Linked DNA regions of Mus musculus: regions 1, 2, 3, 4, 5 and 7 are each linked to region 6. A link is a contact called in public Hi-C, HiChIP or PLAC-seq and Micro-C data. All regions are on one chromosome and are shown on one strand. The core of a region is the stretch at or near the end of the contact, and the rest is flanking DNA. Distances in the headings are between cores, read along the strand shown. Region 1 has its middle 25 kb from the start of Gm25125. Region 2 has its middle 52 kb from the start of Gm25125. Region 3 has its middle 74 kb from the start of Gm25125. Region 4 has its middle 96 kb from the start of Gm25125. Region 5 has its middle 250 kb from the start of Tent5a. Region 6 holds the start of Tent5a (terminal nucleotidyltransferase 5A). Region 7 has its middle 220 kb from the start of Tent5a.

Evidence for each region. A called contact is a pair of places that touch in the nucleus more often than the background predicts. HiChIP or PLAC-seq counts read pairs in DNA pulled down with a chosen protein or histone mark.
Region 1: an H3K4me3 HiChIP or PLAC-seq map of bone marrow-derived macrophages shows a contact between it and region 6, with 6 times the contacts expected there. The contact joins the enhancer-like site here to the promoter of Tent5a in region 6. A contact is called at or near these places in 4 of 39 promoter capture datasets (the HPC-7 cell line, HPC-7-derived erythroid cells, embryonic stem cells and 1 more), 8 of 484 Hi-C or Micro-C datasets (ECoMG myeloid progenitors, the G1E-ER4 cell line, embryonic stem cells and 5 more), 3 of 115 datasets of contacts at active chromatin or transcription factors (bone marrow-derived macrophages, intestinal villus epithelium and stem cell-derived neural progenitor cells) and 1 of 9 other capture datasets (adipose tissue).
Region 2: a contact with region 6 is called in a Micro-C map of granulosa cells, with 4 times the contacts expected there. The contact joins the enhancer-like site here to the promoter of Tent5a in region 6. A contact is called at or near these places in 6 of 39 promoter capture datasets (the 3T3-L1 cell line, 3T3-L1-derived adipocytes, the HPC-7 cell line and 3 more), 10 of 484 Hi-C or Micro-C datasets (the G1E-ER4 cell line, Th2 cells, adipose-derived mesenchymal stem cells and 6 more), 8 of 115 datasets of contacts at active chromatin or transcription factors (acute myeloid leukemia, bone marrow-derived dendritic cells, bone marrow-derived macrophages and 5 more) and 2 of 9 other capture datasets (adipose tissue and macrophages).
Region 3: a Micro-C map of granulosa cells shows a contact between it and region 6, with 3 times the contacts expected there. The contact joins the enhancer-like site here to the promoter of Tent5a in region 6. A contact is called at or near these places in 1 of 39 promoter capture datasets (hematopoietic stem and progenitor cells), 1 of 484 Hi-C or Micro-C datasets (granulosa cells) and 7 of 115 datasets of contacts at active chromatin or transcription factors (acute myeloid leukemia, bone marrow-derived dendritic cells, bone marrow-derived macrophages and 4 more).
Region 4: an H3K4me3 HiChIP or PLAC-seq map of bone marrow-derived macrophages shows a contact between it and region 6, with 7 times the contacts expected there. The contact joins the enhancer-like site here to the promoter of Tent5a in region 6. A contact is called at or near these places in 5 of 39 promoter capture datasets (the 3T3-L1 cell line, 3T3-L1-derived adipocytes, HPC-7-derived erythroid cells and 2 more), 7 of 484 Hi-C or Micro-C datasets (the HPC-7 cell line, bone marrow-derived dendritic cells, bone marrow-derived macrophages and 3 more), 9 of 115 datasets of contacts at active chromatin or transcription factors (bone marrow-derived macrophages, embryonic stem cells, extraembryonic endoderm stem cells and 5 more) and 1 of 9 other capture datasets (macrophages).
Region 5: a Hi-C map of liver shows a contact between it and region 6, with 2.9 times the contacts expected there. The contact joins the enhancer-like site here to the promoter of Tent5a in region 6. A contact is called at or near these places in 3 of 39 promoter capture datasets (the 3T3-L1 cell line and liver), 4 of 484 Hi-C or Micro-C datasets (group 2 innate lymphoid cells, liver and uterus), 9 of 115 datasets of contacts at active chromatin or transcription factors (Th17 cells, bone marrow-derived macrophages, cardiomyocytes and 4 more) and 2 of 9 other capture datasets (adipose tissue and embryonic stem cells).
Region 7: a contact with region 6 is called in a BATF HiChIP or PLAC-seq map of CD8 T cells, with 5 read pairs. The contact joins the enhancer-like site here to the promoter of Tent5a in region 6. A contact is called at or near these places in 5 of 39 promoter capture datasets (3T3-L1-derived adipocytes, embryonic stem cells, liver and 1 more), 5 of 484 Hi-C or Micro-C datasets (CD8 T cells, Th1 cells, cerebral cortex and 2 more), 11 of 115 datasets of contacts at active chromatin or transcription factors (CD8 T cells, Th17 cells, bone marrow-derived macrophages and 6 more) and 4 of 9 other capture datasets (adipose tissue, embryonic stem cells, liver and 1 more).

What each region holds. Positions count from the first base shown.
Region 1 is chr9:85,495,890-85,499,954 of GRCm38.p6, reverse strand. No RefSeq gene overlaps it. Among named protein-coding and RNA genes, the nearest start is that of Gm25125, 25 kb to the right of the region's middle. Within about 2 kb of position 2,409, at least 69 of the 459 cell types and tissues checked have an H3K27ac peak or open chromatin away from gene starts, as enhancers often do. A contact at or near this core is called in ECoMG myeloid progenitors, the HPC-7 cell line, bone marrow-derived macrophages and 4 more, where this site is marked.
Region 2 is chr9:85,522,403-85,526,235 of GRCm38.p6, reverse strand. No RefSeq gene overlaps it. Among named protein-coding and RNA genes, the nearest start is that of Gm25125, 52 kb to the right of the region's middle. Within about 2 kb of position 1,300, at least 7 of the 459 cell types and tissues checked have an H3K27ac peak or open chromatin away from gene starts, as enhancers often do. A contact at or near this core is called in adipose-derived mesenchymal stem cells and granulosa cells, where this site is marked.
Region 3 is chr9:85,544,727-85,548,477 of GRCm38.p6, reverse strand. No RefSeq gene overlaps it. Among named protein-coding and RNA genes, the nearest start is that of Gm25125, 74 kb to the right of the region's middle. Within about 2 kb of position 2,032, at least 16 of the 459 cell types and tissues checked have an H3K27ac peak or open chromatin away from gene starts, as enhancers often do. A contact at or near this core is called in granulosa cells, where this site is marked.
Region 4 is chr9:85,566,784-85,570,867 of GRCm38.p6, reverse strand. No RefSeq gene overlaps it. Among named protein-coding and RNA genes, the nearest start is that of Gm25125, 96 kb to the right of the region's middle. Within about 2 kb of position 1,802, at least 34 of the 459 cell types and tissues checked have an H3K27ac peak or open chromatin away from gene starts, as enhancers often do. A contact at or near this core is called in bone marrow-derived macrophages, macrophages, microglia and 1 more, where this site is marked.
Region 5 is chr9:85,078,908-85,082,619 of GRCm38.p6, reverse strand. No RefSeq gene overlaps it. Among named protein-coding and RNA genes, the nearest start is that of Tent5a, 250 kb to the left of the region's middle. Within about 2 kb of position 2,304, at least 4 of the 459 cell types and tissues checked have an H3K27ac peak or open chromatin away from gene starts, as enhancers often do. A contact at or near this core is called in liver, where this site is marked.
Region 6 is chr9:85,325,736-85,329,542 of GRCm38.p6, reverse strand. Tent5a (terminal nucleotidyltransferase 5A) reads left to right here and starts at 2,393. Exons shown (of 3, transcript NM_001160379.1): 1 at 2,393-2,500; 2 at 2,738-3,284. The coding sequence starts at 2,775.
Region 7 is chr9:85,105,619-85,109,599 of GRCm38.p6, reverse strand. No RefSeq gene overlaps it. Among named protein-coding and RNA genes, the nearest start is that of Tent5a, 220 kb to the left of the region's middle. Within about 2 kb of position 2,084, at least 7 of the 459 cell types and tissues checked have an H3K27ac peak or open chromatin away from gene starts, as enhancers often do. A contact at or near this core is called in CD8 T cells, Th17 cells and regulatory T cells, where this site is marked.

The sequences.
Region 1 (4,065 bases), core at 1,160-3,659, 170 kb before region 6:
ATAGATCCAAGCTGAGGTATTCAGGGTAGGGACTTACAGATAAACAGGAAGCCGAGGTGGGTCATTAAAGATATACATCCAGTAAAGAAGTATGGGATTTCGCCAACGTGGCAGTGAACAAGCAAAAACGTTTTAAACAAGTCTACATGGATCATTTCAAAGAATGCTTGTGCTAGCCCTCCATCTCTGAAAGGACCACAGCCCCAAGGGGGTGATTTATATGTGTGTTTTAATTTGGTGTGGGATTCAGGCTCAGATGTTTCAACTTATCCAAAGTCAAATGTCAATTGAAAATTACTGTTTACAGAGTAAACTGCCTTTTTAGTTGGGATGTGTTTCCTCATGGCTTTAGCTCAGTGAGCACCATAATGTTGGGTCTCTATTTAGATGTCCTGTAGTGGATATGCTCTTCATTTAGAATGTGAGCGGGTAGGCCCTCCTGACCCCTCAGAAGGCAAATGCTGTGAATATTTGTTATCACAAAACCTACATCAGAGATGCACTTTTCTTGCCACCAAAATACTTTTAATGTATTTGTTTACATAAGCTCGTTAACAGAGTCTCATCAAACTACTAAGGTGTCTTAATACCTGTTTGCTTCCACTTTTTCAGAGAAGGATTCGGTGGACAGGTAGTCTGTCTTTAGCTCAAAGAAGGGAGCTGAAGACACATGGGACCAGGAGGTAACACACCGAGCTCCCCAAGGCTCAAATTCTGGAAGTTCCAAATGGGAGGAAATACGATTACATTTGGTTCATTGCACATGACTGAGCTCCAAGACTGTCAGTTGTACAGGGAATCAGCTTTCCTTTGAGACTTCCTGGTTAAGGTGGTTTGTAACAGAGGCCTCTAATGGCAAAAGCTGTCAGATTTTTATTTTTATTTTTGAAAAGGAGATGCAGCTTTTTGTTCATATATATTAAGTCTTACCCTGAATGTTCAATGGACCACTGGGCTTTCTTTCAGTGTGTGAGTTTGTTTTGGTGTGGTGTTTTCCTCTTCAGAGGTGTATGCTAGTTCTGTTTTGCAAAGAGCTTTTTCCATGGAAGAAAATTATGTTGCATGCAAACCAGCACTGGATAGGATAAAGGCAGTCTAGATGTATTCTCTTTTGCTCTCATGACACTTTGATTTCTGAGTTCATGTCTGGCCAGCTGGGAAATAATGCACAGAGGTCAAATGGTTTGAAAGTCTGAGGTGAAGTCCCATGAATAAAGTAAGTTAGAGATAACTTTTAAACCCTGGCCACACTTAATCAGAATATACATAATGACATTATCAGTCTCCTGCTTCTTCAAAATATCCTTTGAGTTTCACTGAATAAAGTTAATAAATGAGGTTAGCACATGCCGGAAAGGCCACTTCCCTCTCTCCTCTTCCTGGTGCATATTGACAATGCCCAAGTATTTATGTTTCATTGACTTGATAAACTCTTAGGATTTTGGAGTATCATCTACTTTGTGAAACTTTAAATATCACTTCTGGAAAAGAAAAAAAGATTACATTCATTTGGATAAGCCAAAATGGCCTGGTCTTCGGTCATTTCTAAGTAGTACAAAAAGAAAGCTATTGTTTTTGTTTTGTTTTGTATTGTTTTGTTTTGTTTTTGTTTTGTTTTTTTTTTGGTGAAATTTTTCTGGAACTGAAAAAAAAACCTGAATATTTTTTAAAGTCAATGAAGTCTGTATGGGTTTAAGATGGTCATCTAGCATCATAATCATAAAGCATATTGCCCAATAACATTTTATAAAGTAGCTAGTACACCTATGAATACCATTAAAGTGTAAAGGAAGACATTTCCCTCAACATTATGAACAGAATCACACTGCTTTGCTTAAACATTTCATTAAGTTTCACACTTACTGTCTACACTCAGGTTTCCAAAACCCTTTGCTATGGAATATTTTGTTAGAAAAAAATTCTGCAGAACCAACTGTTTAAAAGATGATATTTTTTTCACTACATCCCCTCCCCCTGTATTTTGGTGACTGATTTTAGGATTACTTGGAACTTAATTTTAAGCTTATCATGTACAAGCTAGTCTCTAATTCATGAGGAAAGTGTAGTTAATTCCAATACTCTTAGTCATGGGTGTTTCTGGTTAGCTTCATCAGGGATTCTAGCAGAGCAGGTTCCCTGACTTTTTACAGTAGATGCTAGATAAGAAGCAAAGAAGTGTCTAGAATGATATTGGGACATTAAAATTTTAAGTACTCTAACAGTTCAATGGTTTTCTCAAAGCTGAGAAGTTACTCACCTTTGCCAGTACCTACATGCCCCAGAGCTTAGAATGAGCAAGTAAGAAGCTGTTTGAGCCACACTTGGCACTCAGACTGGCTAATGTAGAATGGTACTTTAGTTTACATGAGCTTTGCTTCTGCGCATTCTAATGATCAACTTTCAGTGTGGGCTGCTGAGCCTCCTCCATATGCTGCACTGTATGAGCCCCAGAAAGGCCAGCTGTCAGGCCACATCAGCTCTCTTGCCACCTGCTACATGGAATAAACTATTTGTGTGTGTGTGTGTATGTGTGTGTGTGTGTGTGTGTGTGTGTGTGTGTGTGTGTGGTATGTGTTTGTGTAACAGGTTCACAGTCCTGTGGGTCAAGACTATGACTATAATGTAAAACAGTCTAAAACAGTAGACCTTCCTTTACCCTGTTTACTTAGTTTCTTCTTTCCTCTTTTCTTTCTTTCTCTAGATCCCCATCTCCTCTGTCACTATGCATACCCAATGTTATAAGTGTGAGTCATTTCACAGAAAGATGAAGGCACAGACCTTATTAGATGAGCCTCCCAGTGTCTGTCTCTCTGCCCAGTGTGTTGGTGTTACGACACATTGACCCTCTTCGTGATGACAGCTTAGAGGTTACGATCCTATTGGTGTGCCACTTCCTTTATTCTCAAGACAACGAGGCCTGTATGGGAGTGACGGTTACTTGGGTAATTGAGCGGTTAGGCTTTACTAACAATCTTTGCTCTTTGTGCTGCTGTCTCTGCTGAGGAGCTCATGAATGGGAGCAAATGAGCAGCCACTCTTCCTGGTGCTTGAGCTCAGAGTGCACTCTTTTGATCGTCTGAGGCTGTCAGGAAATACCTAATATCAAGTAGCCACATACTTTTTCTTGGACTTAATCTGAAACCAGCTTTTGCTCTTGGTTTCTTGCTGTTTTGCATGGTTTCCTCATGTGCTCCAGCTCCATGTTTGGACAGGAATGGCAAGTTAGTTTATCTCCTGAGGTTAGGATGTATTGCAGGGTAACTGATTGGTAGAGTGGTACACACAAGGAGGTCTAGACCAGTCTGATCTTAGTTGCTCAATTGCTTGGTTTGGTGGATCTTGATTAAGCTGCTTAACCGCTCAGCATTTGCTTTCCTTTTGGTGAAGGAGAAAAAAGAATTAGGCAAATGATTTGCAGGTGAAAGGGATCTTGTAGAACATTCTAGAAAACTTAAAGGAGGAGCACAGAGCATAAGAGACGCTGGCAGTTCCAGGGAGCATGAGACAGTTGCAGTAGGTTTTGAAGGAAAAAAATTGAAGTAAAGAATTAATTATCAGGGGGACGATATAGGGGGCTTTGGGGATAGCATTTGAAATGTAAATGAAGAAAATAATCTAATAATAATAAAAAATTCATGGCACATGCCTTTATCCCAGCACTCAGGAGGCAAAAGCAGGCAGATCTCCAAGTTCAAGGCCAGCCTGGTCTACAGCGTGAGTTCCAGGATAGCCAGGGCTACACAGAGAAACACTGTCTTGAAAATTAGTTAGTTAGTTGGTTAAAAATATTCATTCCACTGGCCTCTTATCACTAAAGTCCCTCCCTCATAGGGGCTATCTGGTGAAACCATGTCTCAAAACAAGCAAATGAATATTAAAAGACCCTCTTTTATGGGGAGCAGCTCAACAACAACAACAACAAAAGAATGAATTATTAGGATGTAGTAGAAAGACACAAGATGCTTTTGAGTTAAGTCAGTGTCACAAAGGAATAAAATCAACCAAATTATTTTTTAAAAACCTGGGTTGACTAGCAGGCAGATTTGAGACACAATGCCCTTATAA
Region 2 (3,833 bases), core at 51-2,550, 200 kb before region 6:
TTAAAGAACTGGTACAGGACCTCCTTACGTCTATTGAAATTTTGTAAAATATTTGTTTACTATTATTTTTATTAGTCTGGATTCATAAATATAGCAAAGTTTCCCAAACAATATTTACCCAAATTTTATTTATTAGTGTTTTTAAAGATGTGAAATAGATTCAGGATATTCTCATTATTAATGTCCTTATTAGAATAGCAGGATTTTAAAAAAATTAACATTGTGGGAACCTAGGGTATTCTTCCCAGCAGGAGGAGTCTGTAGAAATAATGAAAACTAGTTTACATTTCCTCCCACTTCTCACAGATCAGCGTCATTTTGTTTCCTCCTCTAACACTGGAATTGTAGTCTGTCTTTAGCCTCAGCATCACACCCACCCACTTTACGTGGAAGGAACCTAAGTGATGTAGGAACCCCTGCTTTGCTTTTATTCTACAGCTAGATATTTTTGCACTATAGAATTTTATGTATCTGGAATCATCTATACTAAACTGCCAAGGCTAATTCAATAACATACCAAATGCAGGGAACTTGAACAATTGCAATTTATTTTCTCATAGATGTTGACTTTGGAAGGCCAAGATTAAGGTGCTGCCAGCGAGGGAGTCTCTTGATGGATCCTACTTTGTTTGCAGATGGCCAGCTTTTCACTATGAACACAGTTGAAGATTCTTGAATATACATGTTCTTGTTTTGATACTCATCTTCTAAAGATACAGGATATTGGGTCAAGGCCAACCCTTATGACCTTATTTTATTTTACAACTTATTTAAAGGTCGTATCTTCAGTTATGGTCATATTCTGGAGTATTTTGGATTAGAAATTCATGCAATTTTGAGAAATAGACACAATTTAACATGTAATAGTTATTTGAATGGTCAAAGTATTTTGATTTATATTTTGTTCTTTTTATTGCCTACTACTATTTTATCACACACACACACACACACACACACACACACACACACACACTCATAACTTTTCTGTTCTACCAACAGATATCTTGGTTGCTTCTGGGTTTTTTATACACAAAGTGATTTGAATATTACTGTGCTAATGTTTTTGCCAAAATGTGCAATCAATGTCTAAGCATGAAACAGCTCATTGGAGATATTTGCTTAATTTCATAAGAAGCTTCCCCCAAATTTCTCAATAGGGTTTTAATACCCTCTATTCCCAACACCCTCTATTTCCAGTGTGAGTTTATGAGAATTTTAGTTGCTCCAAATTCTCAGTAGCATTCAGTATGGCATGTTTTTTTATCATGTTACCCCACACTGTGGGTATCTTACTGTGGTTTTAATTTGCATTCTTCCAAGTGACTAATAGTGGAAGATGCCTTTGTACTAGACTCTGTGAAAGCAGTGTTCTCAGAGGGCCCTTCATGTGATTCCTTACTTTTTGTGTTGTATTGGATGCTTGTGAGCTCCCTAATGATTCCATGTGTAGCATGAACAAAGGCAGGTATAAATTATCCAAGGGTGTAGCCTTAAATTGAGAGAAATAAGGTCTGTGTGTGTGTGTGTATATGACTTCACATTTCTGCTTTTTGGGTACTCCAAACAACAAACATATGAGAAGAGGCAGAACTGTAATTAAAATCAGGCTAGATAACAACTGGAGAGGCCATTGGGAAACTATGACATTAGATCTCTATCATACAGTATGATCCAATATGAATTCCAGATGGGTTAAAAATAATTTTAATCAAACACATATTCATTTTTATAAAGTCAAATATTTCTTAGAAGTCTGTAATGGAAAAATCAGTTCTTTATGTCACCACTCTCTTTCTCTTACCCGAGTTCTCTTAGCTACAGGCATCCACCTTTGAGAAGCCGAACCGTGCTTAATTTTAGTTTGTAGGTGACTTTTTGTCTTCCATTTTAGAAAGCATCTGTTGTTTTTCTGTTGTGGTAGACAAAACTCTTTACTTTTCTTAGTATACTTCTCCATAATATTGTGATATCTGGGCATTGACAAGGTTAAACCAATGTTTAAATTATGAGAGTATACAAATATTGTTCAGGAAACAGACACTAATATTATAATACTTTCTTTGGTTGTCCTCCATTCAGTAAATTTATTGGCTCAGTTCTCCTTAAATTTTGATGAAGCTATCAGCAGATATCACAGGTAGATAGTAAAGACAGAAATTGTCAAAGGGTATATTGAGCACTACTGCCTACTTGCTTAGAGTCAGGGCTTAGGAGGCCAAAAGACCTGAGACAGAATCTCAAGTGTACCCTAGTCATGTGGCTTTGGCAAAGTTATTTAACTTTCTAAAATATTTCAAGCTCTTCAAATAAAAAATGAGGCATGAAGGTTCTGAAATACCTATTATAGTGTGAGGTGTAATATATGTAATTTCATTTAATCCTCATTTCAGATATTATTTTAATATTTATTTTGAGAAGAAAAAATAGAAATGAAGAAAGCCCAGCTTAATCCATGCTGCACAGCTAAAGTGGTTGAGTAAAAATGGGATTTAAAATAAAACAGAGAATGCATTTTTAACTGTCTTAGAGGGTCAGTTTGACATTTACATGAGGTGTTATATACAAAGTCTTCTCCATAGCAATTGACATGACTACACGTTCCCCAGTGACACTGGTTAGTATTAATTTTATGCAGTAATTTTCCTCTTGGTATTGAGACAAGTATGATTTGAAATTTTAACCTCAACTCTCATTTAGTTTCACTTGCTTATTCAGAAACACAGGCACATTTATAATTTAAGAAGCCATATGTATTGAATAAATACAAGTAAAGTTTCACAGTCAATGTTATAGATAAACATAGGCAGCTCCATATAGAAGTATCTTTAAGAATATGGGAAAAATTTAGAAGAGTATAGCAATTTGTATACTGAATTGTAAAATAAAAGCAAACAGAATGTCACTTAAAGGTTAATGGGTAAAGGAACAAGTGGGAAATTTCCAGGCACAAGATACAATAAGCAAGACCAAAATTATCTACAAATTTAAAATATTTTTGTTCTAGTTCAGAATTCAAAACTTAAGCAGTGACAATATGTGCTCATTCTGCACAATATGTGCAGTCTAAGTAGGGTTCAGAGCTATGATAACCTTAGGCCTGTTACTGCACATGGCTGAGATTTGGATTATTGACTACCTCCTCCTAGCACTACTTGGGATTACCATATCTATAGTATGGTTGAAGGACAGAGAAAGAGATACATATAGAGACAGAGATGGAAACAGAGAAGACACAGACACACACACACACACACAGACAGCATTAGATCTATCTGTCCATCCATCCATCTGCCTGCCTGTATGTATGTATGTATGTATGTATGTATGTATGTATGTATGTATGTATGTCTATCTACAGAAAGAGTGAGAGAAAATATTAGACAGAAGGTGTATCCACATTGTTACTTAGCCATGGAAGCTATAGAACACTACAAAAGTATTTTGTTCATTAGAATTGAATCAGTAAGTTGACCATGTTCAACGAGAGGGCAATTAGACTTCTCTGAATGGGGAGCATCGTGTTTCTAGAACAAAATATGGAACTAGAAACAGTGCCCTGACCATTGTTTTCTAGAACCGAGTATGGAACTCAACACAGTATCCTGACCATTGTTTGAGATCACTTAAGGTTGCTGTACCTTTTTTTGTGTTTAGCAGGGGAAAGATTCAGAGTCTGGTGATAGGTGTGTAGAGAGATGAACATACATTGGATTATGTATCAGCTAGCCCATCCTAATAGAATTATAGTATATTGAGAGGATACTGCCACAGAAATGAAGCAATATTAACAGAATTAAAATTCATCAAAATGTTGTACATTAGGATGTAATGGG
Region 3 (3,751 bases), core at 783-3,282, 220 kb before region 6:
TGATAGTGGCTGAGAAAGGGAAAGTCAGTCTTTTTAAGGGTATGACTCCTGATCTGTGGGCCACACTCCAGGATAAGGTCACATATCCAAGGGTATGTGGGTAGCACAAATTGTGCTTGATGGGTTTAAAAGAAGATGAATTATGTTAAGTGGGTAGGGGAGGCATGGATCCTGGGAAGTGTGGGGAAGGGGTAATGATGATCAAAAGACAGTGTATGAGATTTCCCAAGAGTTGATGAAAGTAAGGGGAAGAGGAACACAGGTCTAGAAATTGGTAAGAGAAATACAGGAGTAACATTGATTTTCCAAGTCTTCTCTATTTGCCTTTGTAACAACCTCATGCCTAAAATAAATCAACTTTCTCATCTGATGCTCAGTTTTGAGGAACGATTCTTTCTCTCTTCCTCTCCTTCACACATATTTCTAATATTTATTTGTAATCATGAAGTTGTTCTTGTAAATATTTTCCTGGGTTCATTACTTTTAGTCATCCTCCTCACACACAGACCTATGATGACTAGCATCTGAGAGCTCACTTCCCATGGGACATTCCCCAAGATGACCTGAAAGTACAACACAGAGGAAGAAGGAACGGAGAGACAGAGCAAAGCAGCTGAAGGCTCCCAAGCCAGATGTTCAAGAGTGATGCTCTAGGACCACTGAAAGACAGGCAAGAGCACACCAGGAGCTCTGCAAGGGGTGGCCCCATGCCCAAGTATAAGCATAATGTGATTCAGTGACAACATGACATAAAGATGAGTTGGAGTGACCCATGAAAACTGAACAACTCGAATGTTAAAAATGTAGAGAGCTTATTTTCTGAGCTAAGTCAGAATGGTCAAATATCAACCACGAGACAAAGCTGTTAAGGACATTCCATGTGATTCCTAATTAATTGTTCTGTGATTTTTCTGATGTGCAGGCTAAATCTCAGTGTCGAAGAAAACACTGGAGTTTTCTAGAGAAACTGCTTTCTTTTCATCTTATATTCTAAAATGTTGCAAATTTTCTTCCACAAACCCTTTCCTTGATTTTTTTCTTTTTGAATGGAAGACTGACTCCTGTGTCACTAACACACCTCTGTGCCAGAAGAGCCTTAGGCTTCTGAGAAGAAGACAGTTTGTTGTTTCCCAGTCCTCCAGTTTCAAAAGCTTTTTATTTCAATCATAGGATAGCCTAAACATGGAACACAAGCTTTTTTTTTTTTTTTTTTTTGTCTGTCAAAGTGAAAAATGGCTGGGTGGGAATTCTAATTATGTGGAACATGTGGAACATGCTGGGCATGGTCTTCTTGTCCAAGAAAATTGGTGTAACCACTGTCCTTGAAGCAAATAAAGCAATGCTATGGTGACTAGAGAGGAGGCAGAGTTGGCTCAGCATTAGCCACTCAACCTACTGCCTGCACAGCACAGTGCTCTATACATTTAGGGAATAGTTTCTATATCAGCTCATTGAGATGTTGTTCTGCTTGATACAGCAGACTCAGTTACAATTATTTCTATAGACCTTTCATTTCCTTTCTCTTTAATAAACTGACACTTAAAGAAGCCAAGGGACAAACTAGAAATCAAGAACTAGACCCTGAATTTCCTTCCATTCCTGATCAGTGTATATTCGCTATACTGCGATGCTTTGCCTAGTAAGGCCTACTTTATAAGTTTTTATTTGTTTAATAATTTGCTTTCTGTACAAAGCCACTCTTTCTTTTCTATTTCAAATAAATCAATGTAATTGGCTTTTGTGGCTTTCATAGGATTTGTCTTACAAAGTCAACTACGGTTTTTGTATCTTTATGAGAACTCTGCCTCCCTTTTGACTCCCTGAGATCCACTTTGGAATTTTATGATGTACAAAATGGATTTAAGAGACAAAAAAATAATATTAACAATCTAAGCCATTTCTCCCTTTCTACTCTAAAAATATGGGTTTATTATTTGTTAACACTGACAGCTTCCCAGTGAGGTAAGGGGGTCAGGGACACAGTTAACTGAGTGTTTTTAAATCGGCTACACACAGAGAAAATAACTTGCCCAAGGACACGGTGACTCAGTCATTGGGATGAAAACAGCCCTTATTTTTTGAGTTTCAATACACACCAAGACCATGATCCAGATGGGTTATGGGATTAGAGTCTTTCACAAACAAGCACATATTAGTCAGACATGGAAATAATTATGTCCCTTTCACATTCTGAACAGAAAGTGAACTCTCAAAGACACTGGCCACAGGGAAAGATTCTCCAAGACATTTTTTTGTCTTTTCTTTTCTTTTTAAGTCACAGATGGCTAGTCTGAAAATGGGAGGGGGAAAACAAAACAAAACAAAACAAAACAAAACAAAACAAAACAAAACAAAACAAAACAAAACAAAACAAAACAGAACAAAACAACCTTCCTTGTCTTTCCTCCCAGGCCTGGCCTCATATAGCACCCATCACCACACTCCTGTGGGAAGAAGGATTGCACTTTGCTATTCTCTAGAGTAGATTTTGTTCTTTTAAAATAAACAAACACTTGAAGACTTTTTTCCTTCTAATATTAGCTTTGGTCTTGAATCAGAATTGATTTGGCATTGAGTAACCAGGATGGACAGACTCTCTTCTGATGCCCAGTAGTGGAGAGTCTCTTGAGACAATGTTCTAGAACTATCATTAAATGTGATGAATCAAAAGAAGGATTACTTTTTACCAAGAAAAATAATGACATGAGATAAACTGCTTATCATCCCCCTGGGCCAGTCACTTACTGATGCCAAAGCGGTCAGCTGCCTACATTCTTATTTTCCCAAATTGGACTGGTGATGTTCATGAGTCTCATTGTGCAATAATAAATTTACTTTCTTTGGGAATTGAGGAACAGCTTAATTTTTAAATTCACACAAAGATTTTACACAAAGCTAAGTAGAGGCCTTGAACCAATTTACCAATTGCCATTCTTCTCCCTGTTCTTATAAATTACATTATTTTTGATTAAACAGGAAAGAAGTCTTAGTCTTCAGAAACCTACTTACCTTTTCATAGGTTGTAGCAATGATGGATTGATTGACAGGTTAGTTACTCACTGAGAAGACTCTTTGGTGTTTTTTCTTCCTTTTATAGCATCTTTGCTTTTATTTTTTCCTTATAGATAATGTGTCAAAACCCAACATATCCATACAATGGGTACAACCCGACAATACAAACAGTACTGGAACTAGCATACTGATAGCGTTCTCTTTCTAGTAATCTGGGATGTACACTTGTTAAGAAGGAATGCTAAGGTGAGAGACATGAGTGATCCTGGCTTAGTTGACAGGGTTAATTGAGTCTAAATGATGCAGCTTAAGTGGATTTAAGAAAAAAACAGTACTCATTAGTTTTGGACACTAGGACATGCAAGAGCAAGGAGTTATGGTCAGATAGATTTCATTTTAAGGTATCTTTGCTTAACTGGTCATCATCTCACTCAATCAATAACCTTGTTTGAACATGTGAAGGAAAAGAGATCTTTATTCTCTCTCTCTTTAAAAGGATTCATAAACATGTAACCATTTTAAGAAAGAGTATATTTTGTGCATGCACATGACATGTTTGATCACATTTATTCCCCTTTCCTTTTTGTTCCTTGTCCTTTCCTTCTATTTTCTTCTTTTAATTAATAGTCTCCTTATATTCCATGTGTCTTTCCCTACATTTCACATACGATGAAAAATGTGGTATTTTCTTTTCTGTGTTTAGCTTATTTCAGTTCACACAGCAATCTCCAATTACAAC
Region 4 (4,084 bases), core at 553-3,052, 240 kb before region 6:
GCAAGATTGCCACTACAATTCATGTAGAACTAATTTCTAAACTCAGTTTTTATGTTTCCCTTTAATGATGGAGCAATTACTTTATATGCTTATACTAATTTTTGAAACCAAAGTTAATATTTATTCAGTGGTTCACATATGTGAAACACAGGTTTTCTGTTCCTATGTTTCAATTGTCATGCTATGTGATATTATTATCAATGATCTTCTACTGCTGTAAGAACAGTATTCACAGATTTCTACCTGTGAACAAACTCATTTTGGCTTCAGTTTTCGTTATCTCTGGCCACATCATTTAATTAAAACGTACTGATCCATAAAGCTTGACTTCATGGTTAATGTTATTAAACCAGAAAGATAACCTTCAAAACATAAGCACTAGATTCAGTTTCCAACATTTAAATGCGGTTCTAACTATTTAACTAGCAGGCTAAACTGCTTCTACTTGCTTGAGATCTTTGCAGTGGGCATAGCTTGTTGATTGAAGTTCCTTCATAGGAAAAGGGGTTGGGGAGGATTGTTGGACCCTTAATCTGAGTATCTAGTCACTAATCTTAGTCAGTTGTATGCAATCTGCCCCAGTTGCCTGTGGTCTCCGGGGTGTAGATATGGGCTAAAGCACATAGACTGAAAAGAGCTGAAGGAAGGGTGTGTCCTTTGCACACTGGGGGCTGGGTGCAGACCTTCCAGTGTGACTGCTCTGCAGTGATGCTCATACCAGAAACCTGTCACCCTTTATAATTAAGCCTGATAAACTCATTCATTCACAATGTTGAGTTTCTGTAGAATCAAACTTTGACTTGTCATTGGAATCATAAAAAGAGCAGGGTAGAGAGGGATGTTTTGGTTCCACCCCACATCTCCATGAGAACATTCTTTCTCTCTCTCTCTCTCTCTCTCTCTCTCTCTCTCTCTCTCTCACACACACACACACACACACACACACACACACACACACACACAATGTACTGCTAAGTGAAATGAGCCTGGCATGAAAGGGCAAATATGGTAGGATTTCACTTATATGAGTTACTTAGATTGGTCAAATTTCATGAGACAGTTAGTATAATAGAGGGTAGGTGCTAGGGGGTGAGAGCAGAAGAGACCGTGGAATTGTTATAAGGTAGGCATGCAGTTTCTACTTGTGAAAATGAGAACATTCTGGAAAAGAACCATGATCATGGTTGTACAACACTCTGAAAGTACTCAATGCCTGGGACTGTATACTCAAAAACAATCATGACAAATTGTGAGCTCATTTAAAAATTTCTCATAAAGAGAAATATTTGAAAATATTAAAATACCATTGTGTATTATGATAGGTCAGATTTTCTCCTTGGCCTTAGAAACACAAAGGATTGGAATCATGAATTTCCAGCATGTTGTTGGGAAAACGGTAAGCATAATGGGCCCGATCTGAAACTACAAGAAGAATAAGCTAAGGGGCTTATTAAGTTGTGGAGAAAAGAGACAGAGCAGATGCTGCAGAATCAATACTTTCTCCCAGTGGCACAGAATGATTTAAGGATGTCTTTATGCCACAGAGAATCCAGAAACAACAACAACAAGGAAATAGGTTCTAGAGCAGAAAGAGAGAGATGATATATCAAGGACCGGAAGAAGTAGCTGGGAAAATCAAAGAATGGAGGGCCTGCAGAAATGTAAGTAGCTCAGTCGACCCATAGAACACTGGGTATGAAAGCAGGAGGAGAGGCCACATGCAGCCCAGGAGAACGCTGGAGGTTGGGAGGTCTGCTGAAGGTTCCGGAATGGGCAGAATAGGAGGAAGCGAAAGGGAAGCTTTGTTGCCGAGGGCAGGGGAAGTGAGAAGCCGAACTTCATGCAGTGCTTGTAACTTCCCCCAACTTGTGTACAAAAACCTAGAGTAGGAATGGAGATGGCAGATTATTGGTTTCCCTTTGTTTAGGTATTCAGGACTGGGCAGCAGGGCACACAGAGGAGAAAGCAGTCAGTATTAGAAAATCGGTTGATAGAATCAGGTCCTGTCTGGCTAGAGAAGGAAATCAGTGTGGAGGAAAGGAGACTGAATGGAAAGGTAGCTTCCACTAGCTAGCCTGTAGAATTCTGTCCTTATCCAGGAACTGACGTGGAAGATCAGTGGGTTCAGAAACCAGCAAGGCTCCTGTGAAGGTTGACTCTACCACTAGTCTGCTATGTTGTACAAAACCTGCTATGTCCTGCCATTGGGTCTCAGTCTCCTAGTAATAGAGAATGCATGAGGGTTTGCTGATTTACATACATACATACATACATACATACATACATACATGTGTGTATGTCTGTGTATACATATATTTATTTCTAAATTTTAATTTAATTGAATTAAGAAAAATGTAATTATATCATTTCCTCCATTTTCTTTTCTTCTTTCAACCCCTACCACAACCATTCATGGCCTATTTTTCTTTATTATGGTATCACTGTCACACACACACACACACACACACACACACACACACACACACAAGTACATAAATATATAAAACCTGTTAAGTCCATTTAGTGTTGCTCATATGCATATAATTTCAGGGCTGGCCACTTGAATTTGGATAACCCATTAGGGGGCTCATCCCTGGGAAAGGCTAAGTTCTCCTTTCTCAGAAGTCATTAGCTTCCTGTAGTTATTTGTCTCTGGTGGGCCCTATTTGATGTCCCCTCTCTCATGTTAGCATGACTATTGGTGTTGCCATTGTTCAAGTCTTCTTTAGGCATCCATATTGTTGAGGTATTTATCCTTCATTTTTAAATTCTATGTGTGGGTGTCTTGCCTGCATGTATATCTATATACCTCATGTGCACACTGCCTGGGGAGCTTGAAAAATGTATCAGAGCCTATGGAACTGGAATAATAAGTAGCCACCAAGAATATGTTGTGAATCAAACCTAGGGGGCTTTGGAAAAGTAGTTGTTGCTTTTATTTTAATTACCAAACTACCTTTCAGCATGCATATAAACATATACACATACATATACATACACATACACACACACATATATATATACACATATATGTATATATATATGTGTGTGTGTGTATGTGTATATATATTTGAATTATGCGTCTCTCTGTGTGTTTCTGAACATTTGTACATTGCTTATAGAAACCAGAAGAGGGTGTTGGGTCCCCTGGACCTGGAGTTGCAAGTGTTTGTTAGCCAACTCTGTGGGTGTTTAGAACCAAACTCAGAGTCTCCCCAAGAGCAGTCTGAGTTTTTGATGGGTGAGTAATTTCTCCAGCCAAGACTCCTCTTATTTCGAACATTCTGAGACTGTATGTCAGGTGATTTATCTGGTGAGTAATTTTCAGAGGCTTGTGGAGTGGGAAAACGTTTTATGATGATTTCTTAATATCTAGAATGGAAGTTTCATTTTCAAAGAACTTGGCCTCTTATGCAGTGTCAGGGGAAACTCCACCCCTTCCATCAATGAATGGTAACAACTTCAGAATTCACATATTCAAGAAAGTCTCTCTTCTTTTCATCAGCAAGGCATTCCTGTACAATGGGTCTCCCCAGAAAAACCCTAGCAGCCTTCATTTAGGCACCTCCTCCTCTTCTTCCCCACAGGTTTGTCTTCATCTCAGTGCTTGGCAACGGTCTCTCCTTTACTGTATTAACAAATAAACAAAAGATAGTTGTCATGGCCTTTCTGGAATATCAAGAATTCAGGATAGTGAGACTGTGAAAAACTGTGCAAAACGGTGACAACTCTTTTGTCCTTCAAAACTGGCATCCTGGTTAGGGAGATGGAACTCAAACACACATAATCATGAATTATATAAGGCAGAGATAGTTAAGTTCCAATATGCAAATTAAATGTGAATTGATGAGATCCCAGCAATCATAGGCTATTAATGGCACACAAGTAAAGTAGAATTTGAAATAGGCACTGGTCAGTAGGGTAAAATTCCATGAGAAGGTTCTCTTGATCATCAATTGGTAGAATCCAGTGTGACTGGAAGGATGGAATTGTTTTATTCTTGTTGGCTATTTTCTGCTTCTTTCTTCTTTCATGAGCCTTCAGTCCACTGGATAGTTAATTGTCATATATTTGTGTTTCTTAC
Region 5 (3,712 bases), core at 1,055-3,554, 250 kb after region 6:
AACTGCCTTTCAACTTCTGATATTCCTTCCTCTAATACCCTAGTCTATAACTGAGATGATAGGTGTGTCCTTCTAACTTGGATTCATCCCTTTTCCCTTCTCCCCTTCCTCACCTTCCTTCTTCCTCTTCCTCCCCCCTTCTTCCTTCCCTCCCCCATTCTTCCCCACCTCTCTTTTGATGTAATGGTGTTACACAGTATAGATGTACCATTTTTGACTTACTCTACCCATCTATCATTTTGGATATCATGAAAAATGCTATAGTAAACGTGAAACTGAAGTCATCTCATTGATATAGTGACTTTTTTTCTTTTGTATATATACCTAGGAGAAAGGTTGTTGAACCATATGGTAGTTCCATGTTTAATGCTTAATTGTAATGAATAACAGCATTACTAATTTACAATCTGATCAGCATTGTACAATGATTTACTTTTCTTCTACATACTTTTCCAACATTTGCTATTTGCCTCCTTTCTGGTGACAGCCATTCTAGCAGGTATAAGGTGATATGCCATTATTATTTTAATATATATATTCCTAATAACTAGGAATATGCAGTGTTGTGAACATCATTAGGACAATGTCTTTACCTATCCCTATGCTATTAGGTTTTCTCCTCCTGCCTTTCTCTCTCTTTTTTGTTGTCAAGATGAACCCTTACACATTTGGGGCATTAACTCTTGCAGAGATAGTTTGGAAATATTTTACCTTATTCTTTAAATGACATGATTTTGTTTTTTAATGTTTTATCATCATATATTATTAGTACAAAGTAACATATTTGCTCATGTTCTCACAACTGTATTTAAATGATCTTGATTATATCCACTGCATTCCTGTTGCTCCTTTATGAGTGTTTCTACTGCTCTACAAAAACATTTATTGTTTCATATAATTCCACTCATATAATTTTGGCTTTATTTTGAGAACTTTTAGGGTCAGTTCAAAAACCTTATTGGTAGGACAAATGTCATGGTTCTTTTCCATGTGTTTTCTTCACATTTTCACAGCATCAAGTCTTAGTTATAAGGGAACTCCTACGTTGTATATGAGTCAAGACACCGAAATAAGGTATTATTCCCTAGGTAATATGAAACTAATATTTAGAGAAAAAGAGAATAGCAGACAAACTTATAATGTAGATTATGTTTGTTAATATGTATATGTATTAGTTGAGGATTCCATTGCTGCAATGAAACACCATGATAGAAAACAAGTTTGGGGAAAAAAGGGTTTTTGGCTTACATTTTCACATGGCAGTTCACTATTGAAGAAGTCAGAACAGGAGCTCAAACATGGAAGGAACTTGGAGGCAGAGGTCATGGAGGAATGTTGCTTTCTTATTTGCTTTCCCATGGCTTGCTCATCCTTTTTATAGAAACCAGAACCAGCATTCCAGTGATGATACCACCTACAATGGGTGGGGCCATCCCACATCAGTCAATAGTTAAGAACATTCACTACAGGCCTGACTATAGCTCAGTCTTATGTAGGCATTTCATAACCAAGTTTCCCTCTTCTCAGATGATGTTTGCTTGTGTCAAATAGTGATAAAACTACTCAGCACAGTTCAGGAAGGTTCTCTTTGAGCACGGGAAAATAATGATATGGTTTGAGCTAACATTCTCACAGACTTGTATGTAAATGGTGCAGACATCCATCTATGGTATGACTGGGAAATGGCAGAACGTTCAGGATATGGTGACTAGTGGAACGAATTGAGGTCACTTGCAGCATGCTATTGAGGATGCTATTGGAACCTGCCCCACTGCTATCACGGTCTTTGCTTCCTGGCCTGCTATGTAGAGAACAAACTTTTTATTTTTTAATTTTTTACCATGTGATCCTATTTTTATGTAAAACCTGGAAAAATGACTAAATTATATGGAGAAGATTGTGACCATGGGTTAAATCCCTCTGCTCTATGGATTAAAAATGGTCCTTTATTCTTGTATAATTTAATTTACCTAAGGCATTTTGTCATAATAAATGAAAGGTGACTAACACAAAGAACCCAATTAATATGGTTTGGTTTTGGTTGCCTGACTTAAGACAGAAATAAGATTGTATTGGGAGGGCAAATGGAAGCAAGACAGTAAAGACAAGTTTTGAGGAAAAAAAATTGTTCTACTAATCTAAAGAAGAAATTGAAAATTTTTGAGAAAAAAACCAATAAAATATTTTTCTTTGTTTCATTTAAGTGGTAAACATAAAACATTGGTTTGTGCTGATGGTACAGGCATAAAGTTGAAGATAGTTGGAGTTTAACCAAGCAAGGGAACAGTTTACCTGTGAACCTCAAGGATTGTGTTTGACAGGCTGCAGTTTGCTTTACAAAGGTCTTTTAATCTTTAACTTCCAGATAAATATGATGACTGGAAAGACAGTGTTGGCAAGGTGACAGATTTTATCAGTTTGCAAACCTAGAACTTCTCCTGACGTGTGACTGCTTCAGTAAGGCATTCCTCACTGAAAAATATTATGAAAGGCCCCCGGGAGCCAATCATGTATAGCTTAATGTATAAACAGGATTGCAGAGCTAATACCAATGAGTTCAAAACAAGTTGTGCAATGGGTAAATGAGAGTTGTTCAAATAAGTTACTTCACCTCGCCGTCTTCCTGTCATCTGTCGTTCCAGCTGCAAAGCCAGCCCTACTTGCCCGAGGAAGGATGTCTCTTTGTTCTTCCAGCTGGACAGATAGCACTAAACATGTCCATTTATTTTTTTTACGTGAATAAAACCCACTTTGCTCATATCCAGAGTTCTTTACAAACTAGAAAGACACAAGAGGCAAAGATGGATTCATCTTGCCACAGATCAGAGCTTCTGGAAGAAGAGTTGAGGAGAAACCAGAGAAGTGGGTGAGGAGGTTTAGAAAATTTGACCAAGGAAATAGCCCTTCCCTCAAGCTGTTTTCACCTACCTTTTCATCTTGAATGGGTATTTAATTTTTAAATCAGTAGATAGACTCCTAGTAACGCCAAAGACTCTCTTGACTGTCTATACTTTTTCCCTCAAGCAGTAGGCCCCAAATGTTTGCTGGGAGAGCAAATAAATGTTTGCCTCAGCATGAAAAGATACCTGCTCACATACAAACATGCCAGGGAACAAAAGTACTTTGTCTTTTACTACAGATACTCAATGAGTAAAATTTCTGTGCCTGCAGTTGTGTAGGTCTCGTTTCCACACTAGTCAGTTTTCCAACACGAGGTGAAGTGTATGTTCAATAATGAGATTCAGATGGAACCATGTCTACCTGGACTTAGAATGGGCTCCCACAGGGGAAGGACTCAGCCCCACAAAACTGTCCCTAACTTCAGATTCAGGCATTGAGTGCTTTTGATTAACTGACAATAAATCAATGATTCCCACTATCCCTCTTAGCACTATAATGACTGGTGGAATTTGGGGAAATACTCAGCTTGCTACCGGTATAGTAGATGTGGATACTTACAAGGATTCAAATGAATTGCTAGAGTAAACGTGAGAGAAATACAGGAACCTCTGTCACTGTGGAGCTATGATGTGCCATTGTAACACAAGGACTCTCCAAATTCTATCATACTGGATTTCTGTGGAGGCTTCTTTATGTTGCTATGCTTAAATAAATTATTGACCACTGAATTCAGCCCTGCTCTCTCTCTCTCTCTCTCTCTCTCTCTCTCTCTCTCTCTCTCTCTCTCTCTCTCTCTCTCTCTGTGTGTGTG
Region 6 (3,807 bases), core at 1,144-3,643:
TTTTTATATAAAGGCAATGTATTTAATATATGACCAGCCACTTTGACGTTATTTTAAGAAGACTCAAAATTATCAGCCTTTGAAGAAAATCATTCCTGGTACTTTATCAAGAAAATATTTTTTATTCTCTCTCTGTCTCTCTCTCTCTTTCTCGTTAAATTCAGAGAGAGCTACGTAAACACTCTATCTTTGAGCTTTATTGAGAGTATTCTCGCCGGGAGGTGGTGGCGCACGCCTTTAATCCCAGCACTTGGGAGACAGAGGCAGGCAGATTTCTGAGTTCGAGGTCATCCTGGTCTACAAAGTGAGTTCCAGGACAGCCAGGGATATACAGAGAAAGCCTGTCTCAAAAACCAAAAAAAAAAAAAGGAAGAAAGAAGAGTATTCTCCTCTCTTACTTGTCCCCCTTGCTGCAGGTGCTTGCCTCAGTGTCCCCCCCCCCCCAAGACGGAAGAACTAAGCCACTGACATCTCTTAGGGCGAGAGCATTCACAGTCAAACGAGTGTTCAAGGCCTGAGCCCATCACGATCATTACCTCTTAATCCCTTTATTTCCAACCCCCTATGGCCCCTTTCTTGGCCTGAAGGCTGTAAGGTGTGTAGAAGAGCTCAGGGTGGAGGTGGTGGCTCACAGATGTAATCACATCACTCCAGAAGAGGTTGATTTTTAGGTCAGTCTGAGCTATATAGCTAGACTGTCACATGCAAGCTCATGTGAGATTGTCGTACACACAGAGGCACGCGAGCACATATACACAGACAATTTCATATATACAAAATGTGTTGCTAGGTAGCATTCATGGTTGGACATGTCCTGAAAGGAAGCAGTGGGATTTGAGAACAAGGTTGGGATCCAAGTCTCCTTTTCATCGCTCAATCCAATTTGGCCTAGGTTCGGCCTATGCTAAGAAAGCCTGGCTTCTAGTTTCTCCATTTTGTGGACTCACAGCTCCACGGGGCACCAGCAGGGGGCGGCGTTGTCACGCAGCTAGATTTGCGTGGGCGACACCCCTGCATCCCATCCCTCAACTCAGGTTGGGCTTCTAGACCAGGGCTCCCTAAATTCAGAGGCTGATTCTCTGAAGTTGTCTAGGGTCATGGGGGTAATGGCTGTTCATCTCAGGGCCTCTCCTCTCTACCCTGACTGCCTCGTTCGGCTCACAGCCTCTACCTGGATCAAGGACTGCAAAGCATTACTTTGAACGGAGGCAGCAGCGGGGCGGCGGAGGAAGTGGACAAGCGAAAGCAGGGAGCTTTCTAGCAAACAGTGCGGTGCCAGAGCGCAGAGATAACCTTTTCCAACCCTTAAGCACTCCACTGGCGACTGAAGCTGGAGGGGGAGAAACTTCTCGTCTTTTAAATTTGCCCTTAATGGCCGGTAAGAAGCCAGAGCCTACTTTGATCATTGACGTTTTATCCGCTTAAGAACTGAGAACCTTAGAGGCTGCGAGGAACGCGCTTCTCCCAAGTCTGAGCCGAAGGACCGCCACCCTGGCGGCCGCTTTTCGTGCACTGCTGGGGTTGCGCTCCGAGACCCCGCGGGTTGGCCGCGAGCCCGCGGAGCTGTGTGATAGGAGACGCGCGCCTGCCCAGCTCGCGGGCAGCAGCTGGACGCGCACTCAGGCTGGCTGGCTGGTACCGGACTCCCCACCCCACCCCCACCCCCCCACCAGCACTTCTCGAGGTTTCGAGAATCGAAACTCAGTTCTCAGCAAACCCTCCCCCTCCCTCACAGAGACTGACGTGCGTGACCAGTTGCCTCTGGAGACCACACTTGGCCCAGGGTCCAGAGTGGAATCGGCGGTCTAGCCACAAACGGACACTGTTGAGGGAACCTCCAGGAGACCCAGTTACGCGGCAATGACGCGCTCCACCCGGCCAGAAGGCTAGGCTTGGGAAGTTTCTATAGTTGCGTGATTTTTAACCCTGATCCGGTTTTGATGGCCATCTATCACATTTGAGGCAAAGTGTCTCCTCTTTAGGGGTGTGTGTGTGCGCGCGCGCGTGTGTGGACGTGCAGAAATGGATAAATCTACACGTAGGAGCCACAGGCATCTGTCTGTGCTCATAGCCAGGGGCTGCGCACCCTGGCCTAGCTCCAGCAGCTCTGAGCTCCGGCGACTGTCCACCCAGCGCTGGGGGCGGTGCTCTATGCAAATGAGAGGGTGTGGCGAGCGCTGCGCGCTGGGGCCCCGGAAGCGCGGAGAAGCCCGGTATAAAAAAAGTACTGAAGACATTTCCCCCCGCACAACTGCTAAAGCTCCAGAGACGCGAGTGTGCGCGGTGGCATCGGCGGCGTCGAGAGCCGCCACCTCCGAGACCACCGCAGCGGGGGCGCGGGCGGGGCGCGGGCAAGGGGCGGGAACGCTCAGGGCGCGGCGGGGGTCGGCGCGGAGAAGTCGCGGGCCGCTGCCGGGAGCGCACTCGCAGCTCCTGCGAAGTGTGTCCGCCTCGCGGTTCCTCGCTCGCCTGCGCTCCTAGAAGGGGCGGCCGCCTCCAGGTGACACAGACGGGACTCTCGCTTGTGCTTTCCAGATGCATCAGAGATACTTTTGGTGCGGGGCTGCTCTGCGGGGCGCGGCGCGCGGCTGGGCATTGGGGTCGGTGAGGGTTGGGGGAGGAGGGCTACTATGGGCGTCACGATCGGGGAGGGGAAGCCCAGGCCCCTCGGCGGGACCCCTGTCCCCTCACCCGCACACCTCTCTGCCGCTCCCCTAAATCCACTCTTTCCTCTTAGGACTGACCAAGGCCAAGTGGCTTTCGGAGGGCACTACATGGCCGAGGGCGAAGGGTACTTTGCCATGGCAGAGGACGAGCTGACCGGCGGCCCTTACATCCCCCTGGGTGGTGACTTCGGCGGCGGCGGCAGCAGCTTCGGCGACCGCTGCTCGGACTATTGCGAAAGCCCCACGGCGCACTGCAATGTGCTGAACTGGGAGCAAGTGCAGCGGTTGGACGGCATTCTGAGCGAGACCATCCCGATCCACGGGCGCGGCAACTTCCCCACGCTCGAGCTGCAGCCAAGCCTGATTGTGAAGGTGGTGAGGAGGCGCCTGGAAGAGAAGGGCATAGGTGTCCGCGACGTGCGCCTCAACGGCTCAGCCGCCAGTCACGTCCTGCACCAGGACAGTGGCCTAGGCTACAAGGACCTGGACCTCATCTTCTGCGCTGACCTGCGTGGGGAAGAGGAGTTTCAGACTGTGAAGGACGTCGTTCTGGATTGCCTGTTAGACTTCTTGCCCGAAGGGGTGAACAAGGAGAAGATCACACCGCTCACTCTCAAGGTAAAGCCACCTGATGGGCTTGGGCAGAGCAGGGGTGGGGAGAAAGCAAGCCCAGCTTGCCTTGACTGCCGTCAGTATGGCCATAGTGAGTTCGTTTATTTATTTTTTTATTATTTTTTTTTCACGAGCGCACTAATGCGCGTGAGTGGTGTGGAGTGTTTTAGTTTCCTGGGAGATCCAGCGCCACAACTCTGTGCTTCCTCCTCTGCGTTTCCTTCTCTTCCTTCTCTCTATGGTTTAACTCTTGACTTTCCTTGCTGGACTCTTGTCCAGAGTATAACGTGATTGGTGGAAGGATGGAATGATGTAAATAATTTTTTTGAGTCATCTTGTAATCTAGACTTTGGGAAAAATAGCAGCCTGAAGCAGAACTGAGTCAATGGTTTTTATTATATTGGAAAATGTGAATCGATCCATACTCCACTGACTTCGGCGTTTAAGATATTTGATGCTTTTCCCTGTTAATTCACAGAGTCGAGGGTGTAATAGTGTGCCCCTCCCCTTCGGTTTAGGTGGCGTTTTG
Region 7 (3,981 bases), core at 835-3,334, 220 kb after region 6:
GTAACACAAATCATTACCTGAAGAATAACACCCAAACTCTTAGACAATGTTGGGAAAGAGCATGGACACTATTTTGAAAAGTCAAGGAAGAGGACACTCTTTTAAGCAAATAGTTACTTTCCAGCACTGAGAATTTTTACAAGATCGCTTTCATAACTGTGGTCAGAGTTCATGTAGCTGAGTTAGAAGGACTAAGATCCAAGAGAGCATAGCTTTTGAGCTCAAGCAAGTACAGTTTGCCTGCTTGGGTTTGAAAACTTTAGCTGCTGCATCTGTCATTAAAAATAGGAACAGTGGAAAGCACGCTCTTGCTCTAAAACTGTAATTATGTTACTTGGTTGAAGATAAATTCCTAGTGTCTTGAGTGCGATTTTAAATATTCATTGCTGGTTTTCTCTTCCAGTGTTTTTCTCCATATATTTACACATAATTCTTAATTCTTCCTTACCTCTCACCAATGCTTACATTATCCTACACTAGATATACAAAAGGAGAAAGTAGTCAGTATGTAATACAGGGTGTTTGTGGTGAAATGAACCTTTATAAAACAATAGATCTACATTTAGAATAAAATGCATCTTTATGTTGAATGTTCCAAACTGTACTTTGCCAATAAGTAGAACAGTCACACTAAAATAAATCCTAGATCCCTTGAATGTGGGCTGGGCTTCATAACTAATATTGAACCAATATAGGAGGGAAAGAATATTTTGTAAAGCTGTCAAGGAATCTTCTTAACTGATAAAGGTAGTATCTTCTGCCAGGATGCACATTTGCATTATGCACTAAGCGACATATGATAAGAATGTTGGCAAGCCCATGCGCGATCCTTCCCTGAAGTCCGTACCCTTGGTCTAATTACTTGGCAAACATCATCCAAACATTGCTCCAACTGAGTGAGATTCTATAAAGTACTGAGTATTTCTCCTTAAAACTCCCAGAGTCATTGCAAATGAAGATTGAGAAAACATCACACAAGTTGAGAAGTCTAGAGCAGGCGTCCTGACTCTGTGCAGTATTCTGATCTTGACCCCGGAATTAAAAAGAAGCATTAGGAAAAACTGGTAGAATCTGAACACCAATGCTAGTTTAGTTAATAGAGTGTAGCAATGTTCAACAAAGGAACTATGGCTTGTAAGAGGTGATTAGTAGAGAAAATATGAATTGAAACTCCCTGTACTATCTTTCCAAATTTCTAAATATATTCTTCAGTCCTCAACATCTAACTTGATCACCCACATACACACATAAATGAACACCCTCTCCCACCAGGACCATGTAAATCTTGATATGAATAAGGAAACACAGTTCTGGCTTCTGAACTGTTTTTTTTCCCCATGGGCAAGTAAAATACATCATTTTATGACTTTGCAGGTTTTTGAGACCTTGAGCTTGTATTTTTTTTCTGCTGCAGCATCATTGGTATTGATATCGTACATGTACAAAAATTCTTAGCTTTCCATGTTTCTCAGTATTTACACCTAGGTGTAGTATTGGGATATCTGTAAGTGTTTCATTTTACTATACTGGTTGTCCATGGCACAGAATAGACCTCCCTACTGTGTGATAGTGAATTTGATCTGCAAGGTGAATACTTGTTGCTTTGCTTATTAAGAGAGACTGTCTAAGCCTATGTTATACCAGTGATTAGACAATATACAAGGAAATGGAATTTATTAGCCATAGAGTTCTGACAGTTGAAAAGGCACACATTGAGAGATTCATATCAAACCAAGACCTCAGTGATATGATGTGCCAAATGGAATGCCAGGGTATGAGATAATCAGCTCCATTAGCACGCTCATTTGTAACTGACCCAAATCCATCCTTAAGGCAGATCTCCCATAGACTGAATACATCCCATGAGAACACACTTCCTGACTTTATTGCCCTACAGATTAAGTTTTTGACACATAGGTGTACTTTACACAATTGAAACTGTCATATACCAGCACGGAGAAGAAAGGTTTCTGTCTCCTAAGTACTCAGACAAGCCCACATTGATTCTCTGAATGTGCAGACAGAGTCTGTGTAAGCAAAAACCCCTCTTAGTCATTCTAGATATAAGCACCGAGAGTTTTTGGAAGCTCTATTGTATGAGCTTCAGAGAAATATTTATAGTTTAGAGAAAACAGGAAACATCCTTAGACTACCTTCTCACTGAGGTTTTTATGGTCCTACTGAAGTCCAATTTATTCATCCAACCTCAACTGTCTAGTGGTCTCTTTGTGAGTACATGGTTCCTTTTCTAGATTGCTAAAGCCACCTTTTCTGGTTCCATCCATCAATGTCTACACTCTGGACTTCATTTTATAAATTTCCTCTTACACTTCACTTTGTCTTCTAGTTTTATGTTGTTTACCAGTCTCTTCATTTGCTAATCCCTTGACCTCATATTATAAAGTAATACATATGATAATAATACAAGGAGAAGGTACATAATCTTTTCTGTTCTCTAGTAGGTCATAAAAATGTCTGTATGATGCAAATTCACTCTCTATTATTGACGTTTATTGTTCAGTCATGTAAAGTTTTATACATAAAAGTAATTTCCCATATCACATAGAATGAGTGCTTTCTATAAAAAATGACACATATAGAAAGTATATTTTTTTACCAAAGGAAACATCGTATGAGTATTATCTCAATTTAATTGTGATTTAGTTGGTCTCATGTACATTATTTATAAGGACGGGGGAGATGAAGATGGAATGGAAAGCTATGGAAGGAACCATTTTTAACTCCAAACAGATGTGACATTGTTTAATTTACAAGTAGCTTGGAAATGATGGGTGGATCTATGTCATATGTCTTATAAAGTTTCTAGCCCAAGGAGTAAAGAGCTCTGTGAACCTTCTTCATTTTTGCCAGCAAAAGTGATATCACCCAGTCCTGAAATTCAACTGTCAGTTTAAGCATGAAACAGAGCAGCTGTTGGCACCATGTGACTTTGGGCCTGAGGAGGGAATAGGAAGTGGGCTGAACCTTGATGTAGGAAAGCTGAGCCATTTATGGTGGGGGAGGTGGGGAGCGTGATCGCTGTGTGTTTCTGATGACCATGCACTCACTACATCGAGTGGTAAATAATGACTTGTACTAATTTATCACACTTACCATTGCAACCTACCAGTTTTGAGTCATTGTAAGATTTCTAGAAAAATCATAAGTAGTATAGGAATTGGCTAAAAGCTTTCAGGAAGGAAAGAGGCAAAAATCATGGTGCAGTAGATGTTTGGTAGCTCTTCATCTGTTCCTTCCTCTAGCTAGTTCCTGCATCGCCAGACTGCTGTACTTTGAGCCCCACGTGTCTTCTCTGGGTTTTGGTTCAGTGAGGTTCACATTGTGCCGAAGGAGAAGTTATGCTGTTTTAAACAGCTTTCCTCATTTGTAGTGGTTCTATGTTGACTTCCAGCATGGCCCATTTTTTAGCTGGAGTCTGGAGAGAATGTTTATTTCCTTTTCCCACAACTCTTAATTGTTACAGCACCACTGATTAAAACGATAGATCCCATCCCCCAGCCCCCACATACTATTCAATTCACACTGTCTGAAAACCAGTTGGACATTCATGTGCTGAGCTTGGTAATTAATATTCTATTCCATTGACCCATTGCTTCTTCATTAATTCTTCAGAATCCTTTAGCTTTTATTTCTATTTGCTTTTTCTAGAGTAACAAATATATTCTACTAAAACATAAATTTATGAACGTTTCCGCATAAGCCATACAAAATTCACACACTTTCTTTATTCTCTCCTTCCTTTTATGGTGATGATGGAGTTGGGGGTGGATCAGAGAATCTACACTTGCCAGCAATATAAAAATGTTATTAGTGAGGACTTTGATGTTTATTTTATGTTCCTGTTTTTTGGTTCAGACAATCAAGCTTGTCCATATACAATGCCTAAAGTTAGACTTGACTAAAGAATACATTCTAAGGAACTGGTTAGCTGCATTTAACCACTGCATTTAGAGCCTATAA